2 separate regions of the Sus scrofa genome follow, and region 1 is linked to region 2. A link is a contact called in public Hi-C data. All regions are on one chromosome and are shown on one strand. Each heading gives the region's core, a stretch centred on a gene start, on an enhancer-like site or on the middle of the called end of the contact. The rest is flanking DNA. Distances are from core to core; before and after follow the strand shown.

Evidence for each region. A called contact is a pair of places that touch in the nucleus more often than the background predicts.
Region 1: a Hi-C map of skeletal muscle shows a contact between it and region 2, with 2.9 times the contacts expected there. The contact joins two enhancer-like sites. A contact is called at or near these places in 1 of 47 Hi-C or Micro-C datasets (skeletal muscle) and 1 of 2 datasets of contacts at active chromatin or transcription factors (skeletal muscle).

What each region holds. Positions count from the first base shown.
Region 1 is chr7:92,396,600-92,400,215 of Sscrofa11.1, reverse strand. No RefSeq gene overlaps it. Among named protein-coding and RNA genes, the nearest start is that of ZFP36L1, 97 kb to the left of the region's middle. Within about 2 kb of position 2,310, at least 45 of the 83 cell types and tissues checked have an H3K27ac peak or open chromatin away from gene starts, as enhancers often do. A contact at or near this core is called in skeletal muscle, where this site is marked.
Region 2 is chr7:92,254,308-92,257,627 of Sscrofa11.1, reverse strand. The region is part of intron 11 of RAD51B (DNA repair protein RAD51 homolog 2); the gene reads right to left. Among named protein-coding and RNA genes, the nearest start is that of ZFP36L1, 240 kb to the left of the region's middle. Within about 2 kb of position 1,452, at least 2 of the 83 cell types and tissues checked have an H3K27ac peak or open chromatin away from gene starts, as enhancers often do. A contact at or near this core is called in skeletal muscle, where this site is marked.

The sequences.
Region 1 (3,616 bases), core at 1,061-3,560, 140 kb before region 2:
AATACCTTGATTTTGGCATCAAGGTGACGTGAACTTCAGTGGTGAGATGGGAGAGAGGGAGGCAGAGTCAAACTGCCTATTCTTCACACGGCCGCCAGCCAGTCTCAAACACACCACACCCCCCACCCCATGACCTAAGGGCCGTGCTGCCCACCAGGGGTCCGACACCAACCCCCCCTCAGAGCTGCAGCCTTTCCCTGTTTTTTAGGCAGCTCTGCCCTGTGCAAGGACTGGGCACCCTTCCCCTGAATGCCCTTCCTCCATCAGCCTCTCTGCCTGGCGAACCCCTCCTCAACTGACAAAACTGGCTCCAAAGTCACCTCCTCCGTGAAGCCGGCCGGTTTCCTCCTCCACACCTTCTTTGTAGGGCTCTCGTCGTTACCTTTGCTGGAATGTATAAAACCTGTCCCACTGGAAGCTTTGTGCCCCCAACCCGGTGTGAGGTTCCAAGAGTGGCCAGCCTGGGTTGACTGAATGTTTGGAGTCTAGCCTGGCTGGACTTTTGGGGTCTCTGGGAGGTAGTGCCTAGCAGCTGGGGCTCTGAGCCCCCTTTCAGCCCTCTGTGGCCTTCTCAGGGGCCGGCTGCTGGCCAAGCAGAAAGTTCCCAGGTTAGTGCCCTTGCATACCACCTGTGGCCTTGCCTCAGTCTCATGCCTGCCATGCCTGGCTCATCTCTGAGCTCTGGCTTCCTCTTTTAGCCCCTAGACGCCTCCACTGACCACTCCCTGGCCAAGCGCTGGCCATTCTTGCTGAGTCAGCTCATCAGCTAATTGCCACCAGCTGGACAAGGCTGCCTTCCCAAGATGCAGTGGGCTGCCTGCTCTTGGAGGCCAACTCTGGTAGCTCATTTGCTGGGGAATTGGCATTGCTTCTTCCAGTGAATGTTGGGGGAGACATCCCAGCCAGGCCTGGGGTGGGGATGAGGTGTGGAGGCAGACCCAGGAGCAGGTAGGGAGATGGGGGATGGACCTGTGGAGGACCAGGGGACCCCTTTCTATGGCTCATGGCCTTTTTCCAGAGCAGTGGTTCTCCCTGGAGGCAGGGAGGTGATCCCCAGCCCCAGGGGCATTTGGCAATGTCTGGAGATATTTTTGGTTGTCACGACTGGCGAGGGCGGAAGGGATGCTACTGGCATTTTTTGGGCAGAAGTTGGAGATGCTGCTAAACATCTTACAATGCACAAGACAACCCCTAGAACCAAGGATTCTCCTAGCTGAAGTGTCAACAGTGCCGAAGTTGAGAAAGACGAGAGATGAGGCTAAGGCAGCTGGTGCGGGGAGCCTCACGTTTGAGAGGTGGCCTCCAGGGGCTTCCATGGGTCCAGTGATGACTGAGTCTCAGGGCACCTCTGCAGCCTTCCCTGCTCTTTCGGGCCTTGGCATGGAGCCACGATTCTCTCTGCAGGACTGGTCCTGCTCCTCCCTGTCCACCCTATCCCTGCTGCCGTATTTGGGGCTGAGGGGCAATTTCAACAGCCCATGGGTATGAGATGTTCAAGAAGCCTCTTCTCTTATTTCGCTCCATGTCAGCCCATAGTTTTAGAAGGGCAAGGAAGTGAGGGCTTTCTTACCATTTTTCAAAAAAACACGACACATAGAGGAATTTTAAAGAAATTTCTCTATAATAATAGGAGTCAACACCATCAATTGCTTCTTTTGTACTAGGAACTTTCACATACGTGATATGGTATCATGATCACATGGACCTTGGCCACAGGTAATATTATTACTCCTTGAAAAAAAAACAACCCAAACCCAGCTGAAGTCCAGACAGGTTCCTTAATTCGCCCAAGTGAGAGACCTAGAAAGAGGTGGTGCTGAGACTGGGACCACATTTTTGCCTGCAAATCTGTAATTAGAGCACCATTGAAGATTTCGCCTGTAGGAACCTTGCAGGTGAAAAGGACCACGAGGGTTCTTGTGTCTGTCTGGCCCTGGTGGGGAAGCTGGGAGAGGAGCTGTGGACAGGTGACCACAGGAAAGGGGGCCGCCAGGAAGAGGAGGCTACTAGAGGCCACGGCTGATTCTTGTGAGGGGATGACTCAGCCTGGGCCAGGGAGGGTCCTTTTTGTCCTCCCAGGCCCATATCTGCACCCCGGGGAAGCCCAGCCATGCCATCTAACCCTGGGGTTGATAAAACTGCCCAAAAGGAAGGACTAGGCTGCCCTTTGCTGCCCAGAGAGCAGCCATCCAGCCTCGTCTCTCCAGGCATCCAGGCGTCCATCTGTCTGTCTGGGGAGCTCTGGCTGGGCTGCTGGCTGCTGCAGGGGAGCTTGGAGGCTGCAGGAGGCCGGCAGTAAACAGGAAATGGTTAAGTAAGAGCAGGTGGAGCATGCCGGGTGCTGGAGCAGGGCAGGAAATAGCTGAGCGGCTGAATGGACTCAAAAGAATGCCCTGCCCTCCTCCCCGGGGCTCTGGCAAAAGCACTGTCCACCCACTCCTCCCTGGCGGTGCTGTGAGGCGCCCAGCCTGGAAGCAGCCTGACCCCAGGGCCCTTCTCAGCTCTGCAGGGGGTGGTGCTGGGGTGGGGGAGGGGGTGAGGGACCCAGGAACCAGGAAGTCCAGCCAGGACCAATGAGGCAAGAAGGAGGGAGTTGCTCCCCTGCGGGTGGGAGGGTGGGGCCGCCCATCAGGCCCAAGTTTAGTGGCCCAGGTGTGAGGGGCTGCGGGAGGCGGGCAGGTGCCCCAAGAACCAGCAGCTGTCTTCTTCTTCCAGGGCCCTTTGCACTGACTGCAACTCCCAGAATGTTCTGTCTCGGCCTGGGTGGAGCACACAGCCAGGTGTGCAGCCTGAGATCCGGAGAGGAAGGCCAGACACAATGGGGTTCCCTCCCTCCAGACCTCAAAGTTGCTCATTTTCAGATAGGTTTCTGTGCTCTGCCCTGGAATAAAGTGAGTGGTGCTCTCTTGGCCCCCCGGCTCCCCTTCAGAGTGATCTAATCTTGCAGGCAAACAGGACTCTGCTTCCTGGGGTCCCCTTGCCAGTGAGCTTCTCCCCCACAACAGATGGTCTAGGTTCTCTGGCCTTGAAGCTGACCCATCGCTGTCCGAGGACTCCAGGGCATCCAGGTCTGAACTCCCACCCAGGCCTCATTGGGCAGAGATGCCCACAATGCTGGGCACCTAGTGGCACACAGGGATGCTGAGGCCGGAGTAGTCTGTCCCCATTGCTGGCTTGTTGCCCAGCACATGGCTCCTGGGAGCATCAGAGCAGCAGCGGGAAGCTGATGGCTTTGATGCCTGCCTGAGGAGGGAGGGGGACCAGTGGGGAAGAAGCTGTGCTCTTGACAGCAGTGGACATCAAGGGTGTCGCAATCCCCAAAGAATGATAGCAACCCCACTTTATTGGTATCTGTCCCATTTGTTCATAGTAAGTATATATTTAAGTATATACCTATATTTATTTATACACACTATTGACTTTAAAACCCTACAGCAACCCAAAGAAGAAGCACTTTGTTCCCATTTTACAGATGAGGAAACTGAGACACAGAGAAGTGAAGTAACTTGCCCTAGTAGTAAAGCAGCTGGAGCTTCGGGAACTCTGATTTCAAACCTGGGCAGATGGGTCCAGTCCCTACTCCAGCCACTGTGGTGAACTGCTTACGTGGGAACCT
Region 2 (3,320 bases), core at 203-2,702:
CTCCCTGGGCCCAAGCCCACGTCCACCTGGTTTATATTTGTGTCTCAGTCTGTACCCTCACACTCCTGGTCTTTACTTCCTCCTTGTCACTGCCCCATGTGGCCTGGGCAGTGTGTTGCAGAGTAGAAGCCCCAAGTAAGCCAGCCTGACCAAGGATTAAGCCACATTTCTCCAAGGGTGGCTGCTAGATGACCAGCACTGGAATACTCTAGGTTGCTTCAAGAATGCAGATTCCAAGGCTCTGCCAGAAATCTCAATAAGATTCCCAGCAATGGGGCTGGAAATTTTTTTTTTTTTTTTGGTCCTGCACCCGTAGCATGCAGAAGGAAGTTCCTGGGCCAGGGAATCTGCGCCACAGTAGCGACGCGAGCCACTGCAATCACAATGCTGTATCCTCGACCGGCTGAATCACCAGGGAACTCTGAAATCTGCATTTTTAACAAGCTCACCAATGGATTCTAAGGCTCCCAAAGTTTGAGGCCCACAGTTTAGGCTTTCTGTAATTAGGATGTATTGATCATGAGCAGAACATGGCCATAGAGAGAGCAGGCAGTGTCAGGCTGGACTCTGCCTCACGTCCATCAGAGGCTGCGGAGCCGGTGGGCCCTGTGCAAAGAGCTCCGAGTTCATCTGGGTATAGGCACGGGGGTTTTCAAGTGCAGAAGCTGGGGTGAGAGGGAGTGAGGAGCGGTGAAGGAAGGTGGAGGAGGCTGCACGATATCTCTGCCAGTGCATTTGCATGTCCCGGAGAGGCGAAGGCCTGGCCAAAACCGCCCAGCAAAGGTTCCAAGCAGAATGGCTCCAGAACCCCATTTTAAAAGGCATTCCTGAGTGCCTGGCCATTTCCTTTTGGATGATCCCAGAAAGCAGGATGGAAAGGAAATCAGGCCCCAGGGCTCTGAGAAGGGAAGTCAGGCAGCCTTGGAAGTGGCGAGAGCAGGGGGAGGCCCAGGTAGGCCACCTGGGGCAGAGGCTGCGCCCCTTCCAAGGTCACTTTCAAAGGCACAGGAGGGAGGCAGCTCCCAAGAAACCCCCGAGTCCTCAGTTCATTAATGAAAGATATCTTGGGCAGGCCACAGGGTCCAGAACGTGAGATTAAGCCTTTAGTTTGGAGTTTGAGAAAATGAAAAAAAAAAAAATCCTTTATAAAACTGGAAAAGGAAGAGTTTTTCCTCAACTCACCAACAACTCCAAAACGACCGAACACAAAGTGCTTTAAACTTGGCATGTAGGAGGACCTCCGTGAAAATAATTTCTCAGCTCATTTGGAGGGAAAATGGTGCTATTTTGGGGACCACCTATAACAGCTGGGCATGCTCTGTGCAAGTCACTCAAGTGAAAATGTGACTGTTAGTCAAAAAAGTGGGACAAGGAGGAGCTAGAGAAGGGAGATGGCGTGAGTGTGGGGAAGCTCCGGTGCACAGAGGCCAGCTGCTTCTTCCAGAAATAGTTGTGCCCATCTCTGCGTCCAGGTTTTCTCAGAGGAGTAGGAGGGAACGCAACAGGGCCAGCAGGGTGGCTGCTCTGTGGCACTGGGGCCACCCCACTGGACAGACAGCGCCTCTGTCCATCCCACATGCCCGAGTCCTTCTCAGAGTCCAGCCTGGACCAACACAGCCCTTTCCCACCATCTCTTCAGTGGGAAAACCACAGGGAACAGCTTAGCTTCAGTCTTCTTCTCCAGATCAAAAAAATGAGGGCATTGCTCAGAACGGTCCCTATGATTTGTATTTATATAGTGCCATAGATAAATAGTCATATATATTTACTTACATTGTGTCATAAAGCACATATACCTATCATTTGTATTTTTATAATGCCATACATACGTATGACACTATAGAATACAAATAGACAGTATTCATATAAATTATAAATACCTATTATAGGTATTTATATGTGTACGTATGTCAATATAATATGCATATATATGTGTGTAGATATTTATGTGTATATATAAACACCATATATAAAGACAAATCACATATACAGATATGTATGTACACACACACACAGGGCCTGAGTTACCTAAGGCTTTCCAAAAAAAACCATGGGCAATAAACCTTTGATTCCTATTGTGGGTTCAATTGTGTCCCCCAAACGCTACAGTGCAGTCTTAACCTGTGACTATAAGCCTTCTTTGCAAATAGGGTCTTTGCCGATGTACCTATGTTAGGATGAGCTCCTACTAGGGCAGGGTGGACCCTTATTCCAACATGACTGGTGTCCTTATAAGAAGGGTAGTGACATAGAGACTGACATACACAGGGAAGAGGCCATGTGGAGATGGAGGCAGACTTTGGAGTGATGCATCTACAAACCAAGGAACTATAAGGACATTCAGCAACCACCTAAAGCTAGGAAAGCAAAGGAGTCTCCTCTCCTAGAGCCTTCAGGCACCCCAGTCTCAGCTTCTAGCCTCCAGAACCATGAGAGAATCCATTTCCATCATTTTAAGCCACCCAGTTAAGCACCAGTGTGTGGTACTTGCTGAGGGAGGCCCTGGGAAGCTAACAGGATGCCCACTGCAGAATGGAAGGGAAGCAAAGCCTTTGTATTCAATAGGTTTTGCATCTGCAGAGCCTGCAGTTCTCAGAACTCCATCCCTGGCTCTCTCTCTCTCTCTCTCTCTCTCTCTCTCTCAGGGGAAGGGGTAGGATGGAGATATTTAACCGTTTCCAACCAAACCCAACATCTGACAGGTTATGAAGGCACTCACAGCCGGCCCCCACCCCCGTCCCCCCATCCCCACCCCACACCCCTCCATGGTGTCGGCTGATGGCAAAGTGCACGTGGCCACCATCCTAAGCCCAAGCTTGGTCATCTGGAAACAGGGAAATGAGAGAGGACAACACTCCACAGCCTTTCTCTCCTTGCCCCACTCCCTCCCGGCACCAGGACAGCTTTTTTGAGAGCTTTGAGCTCTCAAGGGCTGGTGGAGATTTATGGTTAGTATGCCTCTAGATCAGAGCTCCTGCTGTTAGAGAGTGTTCTCTTTTCACTTTAATGATATACAGGAATTCTTCCCCCCCCAACCCCAAAACAGCCACACATCTTTTTAAAATTTGCACCTTTTTTTTTTTTTTTTTTCAGACTGGTTTCCTATGGTGAAGGAGAGGCTAGGAAATGCCCAATAAATCATCTGTCTGTCCTCACTCAATTGAGAGGCAGGAAATGCTGAGAACAGTCCCCTTGCCTTTGCCACTTTGCCTATAATAAGAGCTATCAGGACCCTTTGCAGGGCATCCCCTCTGACAGGAGGAGTCATTCTTCAAGCCCACGGGACTTGTTTCTAGGGACCAGAACCAAAGGCGGCAGGC